Regions from separate parts of the Mus musculus genome. Here region 2 is linked to region 1. The links are chromatin contacts, called in public HiChIP or PLAC-seq maps. All regions are on one chromosome and are shown on one strand. Each heading gives the region's core, a stretch centred on a gene start, on an enhancer-like site or on the middle of the called end of the contact. The rest is flanking DNA. Distances are from core to core; before and after follow the strand shown. Region 1 overlaps Sgo2b (shugoshin 2B). Region 2 has its middle 55 kb from the start of Gm35521.

Region 1 (4,853 bases), core at 609-3,108:
CCTTTTGTAGCAAGAAAGACTTATCCTTTTCTGAACAATGAACACCTTTGTCACTACTAAAACAATTCACTCCAGAAATTACTGCTGTCTTGCGATTTACTTTCTGCCTAGGATTTTTGCTCATTTGAGACTCATTCTGAGCAGGGTATATACCAGTAATTTGCTTGTGCAGATCCATAACATTCTGGGTCTCACAGTCTCGCAAGCTTCCATTAACTCTTGTGAAGAAAAGAGGTGTATCAAATTCTTCTGTAGCTTCTAGACTTCCACTGGTGGTTACTTTATCTGCTTGGGTTTGGAAGGGAAAGTTGCCTTTTTCTAGGAAGTGCATATCTTTATCATTGTCCTCATATATTTGTTTCATGCTAGAAACTATTTTTGTTCCTCGATTTATTTTCTGCTTAGTCTTCTTTGTTAGATTTTGTTGAGCATTGACAGACTTTCTCAAGCCCAATGTTGTCTGAGCCTCATGGTCACATACATTTTCTCTGATGGAATGATCAGCTGTATGAAATTCATTTGTAACTTCTAGGCTTTCAGAAATGGTGTCCTTATCTTCTTGATTTGGAAATAAGTTACCTTTTTCTGATTTATGAATCACAAATGTCTGTCGAGAAGGGTTACTTAAATTATGATGTAGGGTTTTCTGACACAGGTCAAATTTACCATCTTGAAGGAATTTGACTGAATGTCTGGAGAAAGGGTTTGCTTCCTCTTGCTCATCTAGCATATATGTTCGCCTCCTCTTTTTATTTTGAATGTTCTCCTGATCTGAGCTGTTCTGGGGGGTTATTTTCTTTTGCGTGTTTACCTGAGATGGCTGCTCAGTACTGGAAATACAGTTTGGCTCTTCTGAATCCCCTCTGCCATCCAGGACACCAGAGCCTCTTTTTGCTCTGCTTTCATCAGTCTCTTTTTCAGCACCTACTTCTGAACCATCTTTACATTCTCTCTTTGAGCTTTCTCTCTTTTTATCAGAGCTTGCACCTTTCACTTTTCTGAAAGTCTCCTTTCTACAATCTGCCTTTTTCTTAATTTGATTTTTATTGCTCTTTGAAACTATTACAATCTTGCCTACATCAGTAGCAGTTAACTCCACATCAGCGGCTTCAGACACAGTGTTATGAAAATGAAAGTTGTCAGTTTTCTGCACTTGCTCCATGCGCTTTACATAAGGCTCACTGGAAGATTCAGAAGGTAAGCCAAGAAAACACTCGGTATTTCTTTGTGTGTTATTACTGGTTTCATTGGTATGGCCATTTATCTCATTATTCCAATTTGATCCTGGACTTGATATTGATTGGTTTTCTAAATCTGACACATACAGTATGTCTACAGTTGAAGACACACACTTCTTCCTCTGAGTAATATTTTTAAGTGTTAATTTTTCTCCCCTTCTAAGGTTGGGAGATGGACCAGTTTTCATCTCACTCGGAGAACTCTGAGGACTTTGATCTGAGTGACAATGGCTCTCTACAAAATAAAGAAAAACAAAAAATACGTAATAATCTATAGTAAACAAAGCAGATACTTAGCTGTTTCACAGAGAGAACTTCTGTTCTTCTCAGACCCTTATTCAGAATTCATGCTAATAAAAATTAGTTAGACTAACTGGAGTACTCACAGGTCACATTTTACATCTAAATCCATGAGAAATGCATACTACTGAGCATTCACTCAGCCCCCACCCCAAGACTGGAATGGGTATATACTATAATAGAGCCATTAATTCCTACTTCTAGAGCTGAAGGAGACCATGGCCTCAAATAATAATAGTAACGCTGGTGGGGAGGATACCTAAGACTGTGGAAAGAAAAACACTGTGCTCTGAGCTTAACATTTAGTGCTACACCCACTCCAGTGAAGTCTGCCTGTCTAGGTTGAAAGGCCTGGAGGCAGTCAAAAGAGGCAAAGAGTTTCAAGGAAACTCAGCCTCCTGGAATCTTGGCATTCTCATAGCCCATATACTCAAACCCTATCCCCAAGTTAGTATGGTGTATGCTCTCTTTCAGTATTGTTTTATTATAAGTGCCTTTAAAGATTGAATTCTGACATAGGTGAGCCTCCACCAGTGTTCCAAAGTCCTAGAAAATCCTTGAAGCTGAAGGTCTTGGAATTCAGTAAGAATTCAGTGAGAAGGTTACCTATTCAGTAACATTCAGATTTACTTCTAGTAGAGAAGTGAAACTAATTAGGCATTACAAAGAATGGAGCTAGAATAGCTCAGGGCTAGTCAGCAGAGTGATTACTTAGTCTCACCCAAACAAGGGAATACACAATGGCCTAGCGAATAAGAATGGGTGGGGTAACCGTGAAAGAGTTAGGGAATCTCCCTGGGACAATTTTCTTCACTAGGCCCAAAGGAACACATAATCAGGCATTTACTAAGAACCCCTGGTGGTGAATTTAGCAATAGACTAGCATTACATCTGTCTCCATTCTAAGTGGTAAACAGGGCCTGTTCCCCACCATCTTTTGATGTATGCATTCCTTTTGTTTTATGTCACTGTAACTTAGCAGATATGTTGGCCTGGTTTCTTGTTATTCTTCTATATAAAAAGTTTGATGCTCGATTTGACACATTACACTCAGATTCAATACACTCTCTCATGTTCCATCTGTTTGTCACCCCTATTCCCACCCACTCTATGCCTATCTGTCCAAGACCTTGATTAGCAGGGATTGAGGAGGGCCTGTTGAGCACCGGTCCATGGCAAATTAAGTTTCTGTATTCTAGTTTGTTAATATTTAACCAATGCATAAGCTATAGACTACATTACAGGATTATCAATTAGGAAGACCGTGTAATAAAATTAAGTTTTATTATGTTTTCTTACTAAGTCATTACTCAAGTTCATTAGCACTATGATATTTTCATTTCTGTTGCTCTGGTAAAATACAGACAATAGAACCTTAAAGGAGAATTTATTTGGTTCACAGTTCTGGGCTACAGCTCATCATTGCAAGGAAATCAAAGTGGCAGGAATTTGAAGCAGATAGCCACCCACACTCAGAGTCTTGAGAAGAGAGCAATGAATGATAGAAGCTTGTACTCAGTTTGCCTTCTTCACTCTTAAATAGTTAAGAATCTCCTGCCAAGGAAATGGTACCACCCACAGTGGACAACGCTTCCCAACTCAGTAAAATCAAGATAATTCTCCACAGTCATGTTCACAGGCAAACTTGATCTAGACTATCTCTCATTGAGATTCTCTTTCCAGATGATTCTAGACTATGTCAGCTTGAAAAATCAAAACTAACCATCATAATCACTAATTGGTTATGACCTTGAAAAAAAATCACTGTATTCACCTAGATGAACATTTTTTCATATCCATGAAAAGGAAATGAAACTAAACATATAAATGTAATGGCATTTTCAAATTACAAGCTAAGCAAAATGGAAAGCTTAGTCCTGCTCATTTTTGAAGACCGCTTCTAGACTAACAGTATTAGGTGTCCATGAATCTGACATTTGTCTGGACATTTACTTCAAGTTGAAATTTTCACCAGTAGTTTTAAATGGTAGAAGTTAGCAAGTACAAGTTACCTATACAAGAGATCTATCTAAAGGATAAACTGTTTGTACATTGTTGCCCTTAAGAAAGGCTACATAAAGTTTTAAAAACAATCTTACCATTAGGAAGTACATCAACACTTGAAGTATGTTCTGAATGACCTGAACCACATGTTTTCTGATTACCTTCTTTAGGAAGGAATAATTCCAAATTACATTGATGTAAGGATAAAGGTTGTCTTGATACCAAAGAAGTAGTATCAGGTGAGGTCTTTGATATAATTCTGTTGCTACACTTTGTATTCCATTTATCATCAGCACCATCATCATCATCATCATCATTTTCTGAAGTTAATAGAACCCTAAAGGCAAGGGAGAATGAAATAAGAAATTCTGTGTTTTACAAAAATTACATTGAAAGAAAAAGGTATCATTATACTTGTACCAATAGTCTGACCTTTTAGAAAAAAATTGAAAAATTATTTGAAGAACATGTAAAAACATGACAAATATAACATAGGGATTATTAAAGAAATGGGATAGGGACTGGAGAGGTGGCCTAGCAGCTATGAGCATGTACTACTCTTCCTAAGGACCTGAGTTTGCTACTACCTCCTATACTGGGCAGCTCACAACTACTTTTAACTTCAGCCCTGAGAGGATCAGCCTCTAGTCTCCACAAGCATCTGCCCTCACATACATGCACATCCTTATACACACACACATAATAATTTTTAAAAAAAATAGCATATTCTCAAAACCTCTCCGCATGAAAGCTATAGGCTAAGGTAACTTTTCTTAAGCTCTTAAAAAAAAATAATGCCACTTTTAATTTGCTTCCTGAATTAGAACGGAATGTTTATCAGTCAGCACAACTGAAATACCTAAACCTGAAAAATAATTGCAAGAAAAGAAAATTAATATTTTCATTATAACACATATGTAATACACCTTTAAAGCAACAATAATAATTTTGTGATGCAGAGAAGGAATTCTAAAATAGATCATAGAGAGACATGGCTCAGCAGATGAGGTATTTGCCTTGGAAATCCTGATGACCTGGGTTCAATTCCTAGGACCCATGTAAAAGTGGAAACAGATTCCACCAAGTTGTTTTCTAATCTTCGCCGATATGCCATGTATTTGCACCCCACACACACATCATGTGTTTGTATACATATGATATACATATATAATTAGCAATGATATATATTACTATTAGTAATTAACCAATTCATTGTATTTTATTATATGAATAGAAAAAATTAAGAATTCATTATACTAACAAAGGAGTATCTTTTCAATAGCAGAAAAAGAAAACCTACATGATTAATTC
Region 2 (4,853 bases), core at 1,247-3,746, 440 kb after region 1:
AAAAAATTGTAACACTATTCATCAGACGATGGGAAGACAAGATTTTAACACTGGGGGATACAAATATGTGGCTGTAATTTAGCCAGATAACGAATGAGTTAATTGATAGGAAATACTAAATATTTTGACTAGTATCAACAGTATAAGAACTGCTCTGGCAATCGGAAAGCATCAGCCCAAGGATCTAAAGGTCTTGGAATAAGAATTCAAATTGTCAAAAATAGACAGAGACACGCTGAGCAGTGAGCGCTGCACTGGGTGGAGAACCTGGTGCCTGAGGTAAGGTTCTAATCCCAGATGAACCATGGCGTCCTAACGAAGCTAAACCAGTGCTCTAGGAAAGCATGGGAGTGAGAGCGGAGAGAACAAATAGACATGAAAGAATGTCCTAGGAAAGACAGATGTCCACAGTAGCTATCAAAGGGTGGTTCCAAGTCTTACATGTCCTTGCTGGTACAATTTCTTTGAAAATCCTGAAACCATGAAATGATATAACAGAAGTTAACATCATGGAAAATTCAAAGTAGCTCCACGTAGCTTAACTCGTGTTTCCTGGGCTTTGGCTGTGCTGCACTTGGGAAGTAGCAGTTAGGGCTCTGGGTTCAGACAAGATTTGTCCAGATAACAACAATGAAACCCAAAACAGTTAAGATACATTCGAGAATCAATATTCTTTACATTTCCCATAGTCACCAGAATGATCTGCAAATTTAGTGTTAATATTAATGACATTTTTCATAGAACTGGGAAAAAATCTTAAAATTCATATATAATCATCAGAATCCTCAAATAAAGAAAACAATTTTGAGTAAAGACAACAAAGCAAAAGGCCTTAAACTGTCTGAACTCAAAATATACACAGTGCTAGAGCAATCGAGAAAGTGTGGTATTGACAAAAAGTAAGATAAAAATTAAGACTAACAAAAATGGACAAGGGGTCCAAATTTACGTTCCTCAAGAGACATGCAAATATACCACAGTTATATGACAAAATGCTCAACAGCAGCAATCACAGAAGTGCAAATCCAAACCAAGAGGAGCTATCACCTTAAATAATAAAAACTATCGCTGGGCGTTGGTGGCGCACGCCTTTAATCCCAGCACTTGGGAGGCAGAGGCAGGCGGATTTCTGAGTTCGAGGCCAGCCTGGTCTACAAAGTGAGTTCCAGGACAGCCAGGGCTATACAGAGAAACACTGTCTCAAAAAACAAAAAACAAAACAAAACCAAAAAAAAAGCTATTATCTAAAAGACAGAAGTAGAAGGCTGGAGACAGGGCTCAGCAGTTAACAGCACTGGCTGCTCTTCCAGAGGACCTAGGCTCCATTCCTAACACCTTGTGTGACTCCAGGTCCTGAAGATAAAACACTCTCTTGGCCATACTCAGTCAAAACACCCATACACGCTAAAAGCCAGAAGAAGGAACGTGCTGGCGGGATTGAGAAGGAAACTGAACCCTTGCCCTCTGCGGCTGCTGATGCAAATGAATATCCCAATTGTGGATAAAATATTGAGATGCCTTTAGAACTTAAAAACAGAACCTCGGTGTGAACAAGCAATCCTGCTCTAGATAACATCTCCAAAAGAGATGAAACGGGGATGGCAAAGGACACCTGCACTTCCAGGGTCAGTGCAGCCATGTTTGCAGTAGCCTTCCCAGGGCTGGATCATGATTTTCCCTTAGAGAAAATTTCCAAAAAGCGTCACGACTTCATTTTTCTTTACAGCTAAATGCTGATGCATCTGTGGATGTACCACATGCTCCGTATTTATTCGGCTGTTGAAAATTTGTTTGTTTGTTGTTTCCTTTTGCTTTTTTAGAGCCAACATGTAAAAGGGAGGCTGCTGGCTCCACTTGTTCCTTGACAGAGGATGTTTTCTTTCCGCCATCACCCAGGTGTCTAAAATTGCTTCTGCAGCACGCGAGGCACCCAATGCTTCCTAATTAACATCTGACTTTTTTTTTTTCAACATTGGGAGGAAGGAAGAAAGAGAGAGGAGGTGAGAAGAGAAAGAGTGAGGGGAAAAAGACAGAGAGGGAGAGGAGGGAAGAGAGGGACTGAAAGATAAACAGAGAGAGAGAAAGAGAGAGAGAGATCGCAGAGAGACCCCAGACAAATAAAAGCAAACGTAACCCTGACATTTTAAACATATTAAACATAACTGGGAGCTTCTTCTCGTGACCCACACAGACAAAGGCGTTTATTTTGAGGGGCATTGTTAAGTGCACAATCTATGCCAACTTATGGTCCTGATAATATTGATGTTTTCACTTCCTGTTTTTCTTGAAACAAATTACTTCACACTTAGTGGATTAAGAAACAAAAACAAAAATAAAAATAAAAAAAAAGCACTTATTGACTGGGGTTAAATTGAGATGACGCTGACACCACTCCTACTGTGTGCTCTGGTGGGAGGGGGGGTTGGGGAGGGGTTTTCTGTCCTCTACCACCTTCCAGTTCTAGGGAGTTGACTCCTGGCTGCATCGCTCCACCCACTGCTTATACTTCCTTGTCAGCATGACCTCTGACCTCTTCTCAGGACCACTGTGATCAACCAGATCCTATGTGGAAGAGCAGGGATAGCCTCCGATTACCATATTCTTCACTCCCTCAAACAAAACGTATGTTCTATGTCCGTAATCATATGAACATGATCGCAGACTCCAGGGGTTAGGGTGCAACTGTCTGTAAAGGAGTCATTTTTCTGTCTGCCGCAACTGATGAGGCGCTGTCCTTCTCAGGAGTTATCTTGAGGTGAAATTTAACCAGATACTTCTATGCCTGAGATTCTTGCCTGGAGAAACAAAGAAAGCCAAGAAGGCATGCTGAGATCTGGCCGAGGTCACTTCGGCCCAAATGACAGTACTTCATCTCACCTGCCATATTCAGAAATCCCTGAACAAGGGCTCTGCTGGAAAACTCTGAAGTTTCAGTTTTGAGGTTAGCTTCAATTCCTAGCCCTCCTAAAACAAGCCATTTACCATTTCAATTGAGAGTAAAGCTAGCCTGACTTTCTACAAATAATAATAATAGCTCTCAAGTTGCCCAGCCAGGTAAATATTTCATCCGCTCCTTCTGTTCTTAAACAAATGTAAATCAATAGGTTCTCTGTACAAACGACACGGTCGTTTGTATAACTAATCACATGGCTGCACCTGACTGTAACAATAGACACGGGGTCACTTTCAAAGCGCTTTGTTCCATTGAGGGTGGGAGCGGTGGTGTTGGCATTCACAGTGGAGCGGTACCCGGTAGGCTCTGAATTATATATTAACAGTTGACTTCAGTTTCGAAAGTCACTGCTAATGTGCTCCTAATTTCAACTTGTCAATAATAGGAGCAGAACTCAAGTTCAGCCCTGGTTGGAATTAGCAGGATTTATATTAACCTCCCCAGAGGAAGTGACAGAAACAGGTAGAATAAATGCTCCTGAAGAAAACGTGACTCATGTGGAAGTTTATAATTAAATTCTGGCCCAAGCATATCAAACACCCTCACTAATGAGAGCTGGAGAGAAGATTAGTTTCCAGAGAGACACACTGTATAACAAACACAGCTGTTACCTAGGTTTACCCCTAAAATATAGTGAATAAAATGGTCTCACATTGATAAGATCTTTCCATCTAACCACTGATTTTCCTTCTTATTAGGAAAAGGAAAGCAACATCCTTGCAAGAGATCAACATTTAGTGAAATATTTACGTGGTTCGTTAACTTAACAAATAATTATGGAGGACTGAATGTGTCCCGCGCAGTGATCTAGATCCTAAAAAGGGAAAACTAAACAAAATTTAAGAGACAACTCATCCTGGAAGAGTTCACACTGAGTGGAAATTCAGGTGGTGCTCCCTAAATAAAAAGCAATGCCTAAAAACATGTTAACACTGCTACCCATCACATGAGACTTTGATATTCTCTTTTCAAAAAAAAAAAAAAAACGTTAAGACAGACCAAGCAGTAATGCTGTGGTTGTAAGCTAAAGGATGGTTTTGTATAGAGTGGTCTGGGAAAAATAAAATCCCCTTTGAGGACATAACATCTGTGCAGAACCCTAATAGAAGGGAAGACATCTTTGTGAAGATCAGAAGACCATATTTTGTACAGAGAGGAAGGAAGAGTGTGGAATAGGTTCCTGGTGCGGGGAGGTGTTTGGTGTGCTAAAGAAAAGTGAAGCCATAAGTGTGCAGAGCAAGCTAGAGGGAGTGATAAGGGATGAGGTCTGTGGGCAGTCTGGGGCCATGGGGTAAAGTTGATTCTGAAGAGAAAGGAAGAGCACTGCAGGGTGTTCAGCAGAGAAGTAGCAAGTCATGCTTTCTATTTTTAAAAGTCCCTTGTTCATGGAAAATCATGCAGGACACCAGCGTGGAAGCGTTGGTAAGACAGAGATGTTACAGGTAGAAGACTTCCGTACTTGGGCTTGTCTGGGACACTGTTGGTACATGAGGAAGGACTGACGTTCTGAAGCTAACTCTTCCTTGGAATAAGTTAAGTAAAAAACACACTATGTACGGCCCACGTTGTGAGTTTCAAGGCTACGGCAAATAGTTGTTCATCTCCTTCCTCTTCTGTCCACACCACAGACAGATCGCCTAGCTAACATTTCTTTTCCTCTGGGCCATTTACCTGGAACGTGATCATTTTGCTAGAACTTGGCCTTCCTCCTTGAGTTCTGTGAACCTCTAATCACTTTGATTTTCTCAGGCAATGCAACAAATTACTCATTTACTGTCAGAGCTGGGTACACGATGCCCAAGTGGATCTTCTGAATGCCCACCTCCCTGATCTCTGCTCCTCTTGTACACCAACGGCCACACCTCCCTACAGACCAAGGCTGGTTATCTGTGCTTTGACA

Evidence for each region. HiChIP or PLAC-seq counts read pairs in DNA pulled down with a chosen protein or histone mark.
Region 2: a contact with region 1 is called in an H3K27ac HiChIP or PLAC-seq map of embryonic stem cells, with 6 read pairs. The contact joins two enhancer-like sites. A contact is called at or near these places in 1 of 484 Hi-C or Micro-C datasets (embryonic stem cells) and 1 of 115 datasets of contacts at active chromatin or transcription factors (embryonic stem cells).

Annotation. Positions count from the first base shown.
Region 1 is chr8:63,927,618-63,932,470 of GRCm38.p6, forward strand. It overlaps Sgo2b (shugoshin 2B), which reads right to left. Exons shown (of 8, transcript NM_001195687.1): 6 at 3,638-3,879; 7 at 1-1,473. It also overlaps the pseudogene Gm35713. Among named protein-coding and RNA genes, the nearest start is that of Sgo2b, 22 kb to the right of the region's middle. Within about 2 kb of position 1,859, at least 9 of the 459 cell types and tissues checked have an H3K27ac peak or open chromatin away from gene starts, as enhancers often do. A contact at or near this core is called in embryonic stem cells, where this site is marked.
Region 2 is chr8:64,363,890-64,368,742 of GRCm38.p6, forward strand. No RefSeq gene overlaps it. Among named protein-coding and RNA genes, the nearest start is that of Gm35521, 55 kb to the right of the region's middle. Within about 2 kb of position 2,497, at least 7 of the 459 cell types and tissues checked have an H3K27ac peak or open chromatin away from gene starts, as enhancers often do. A contact at or near this core is called in embryonic stem cells, where this site is marked.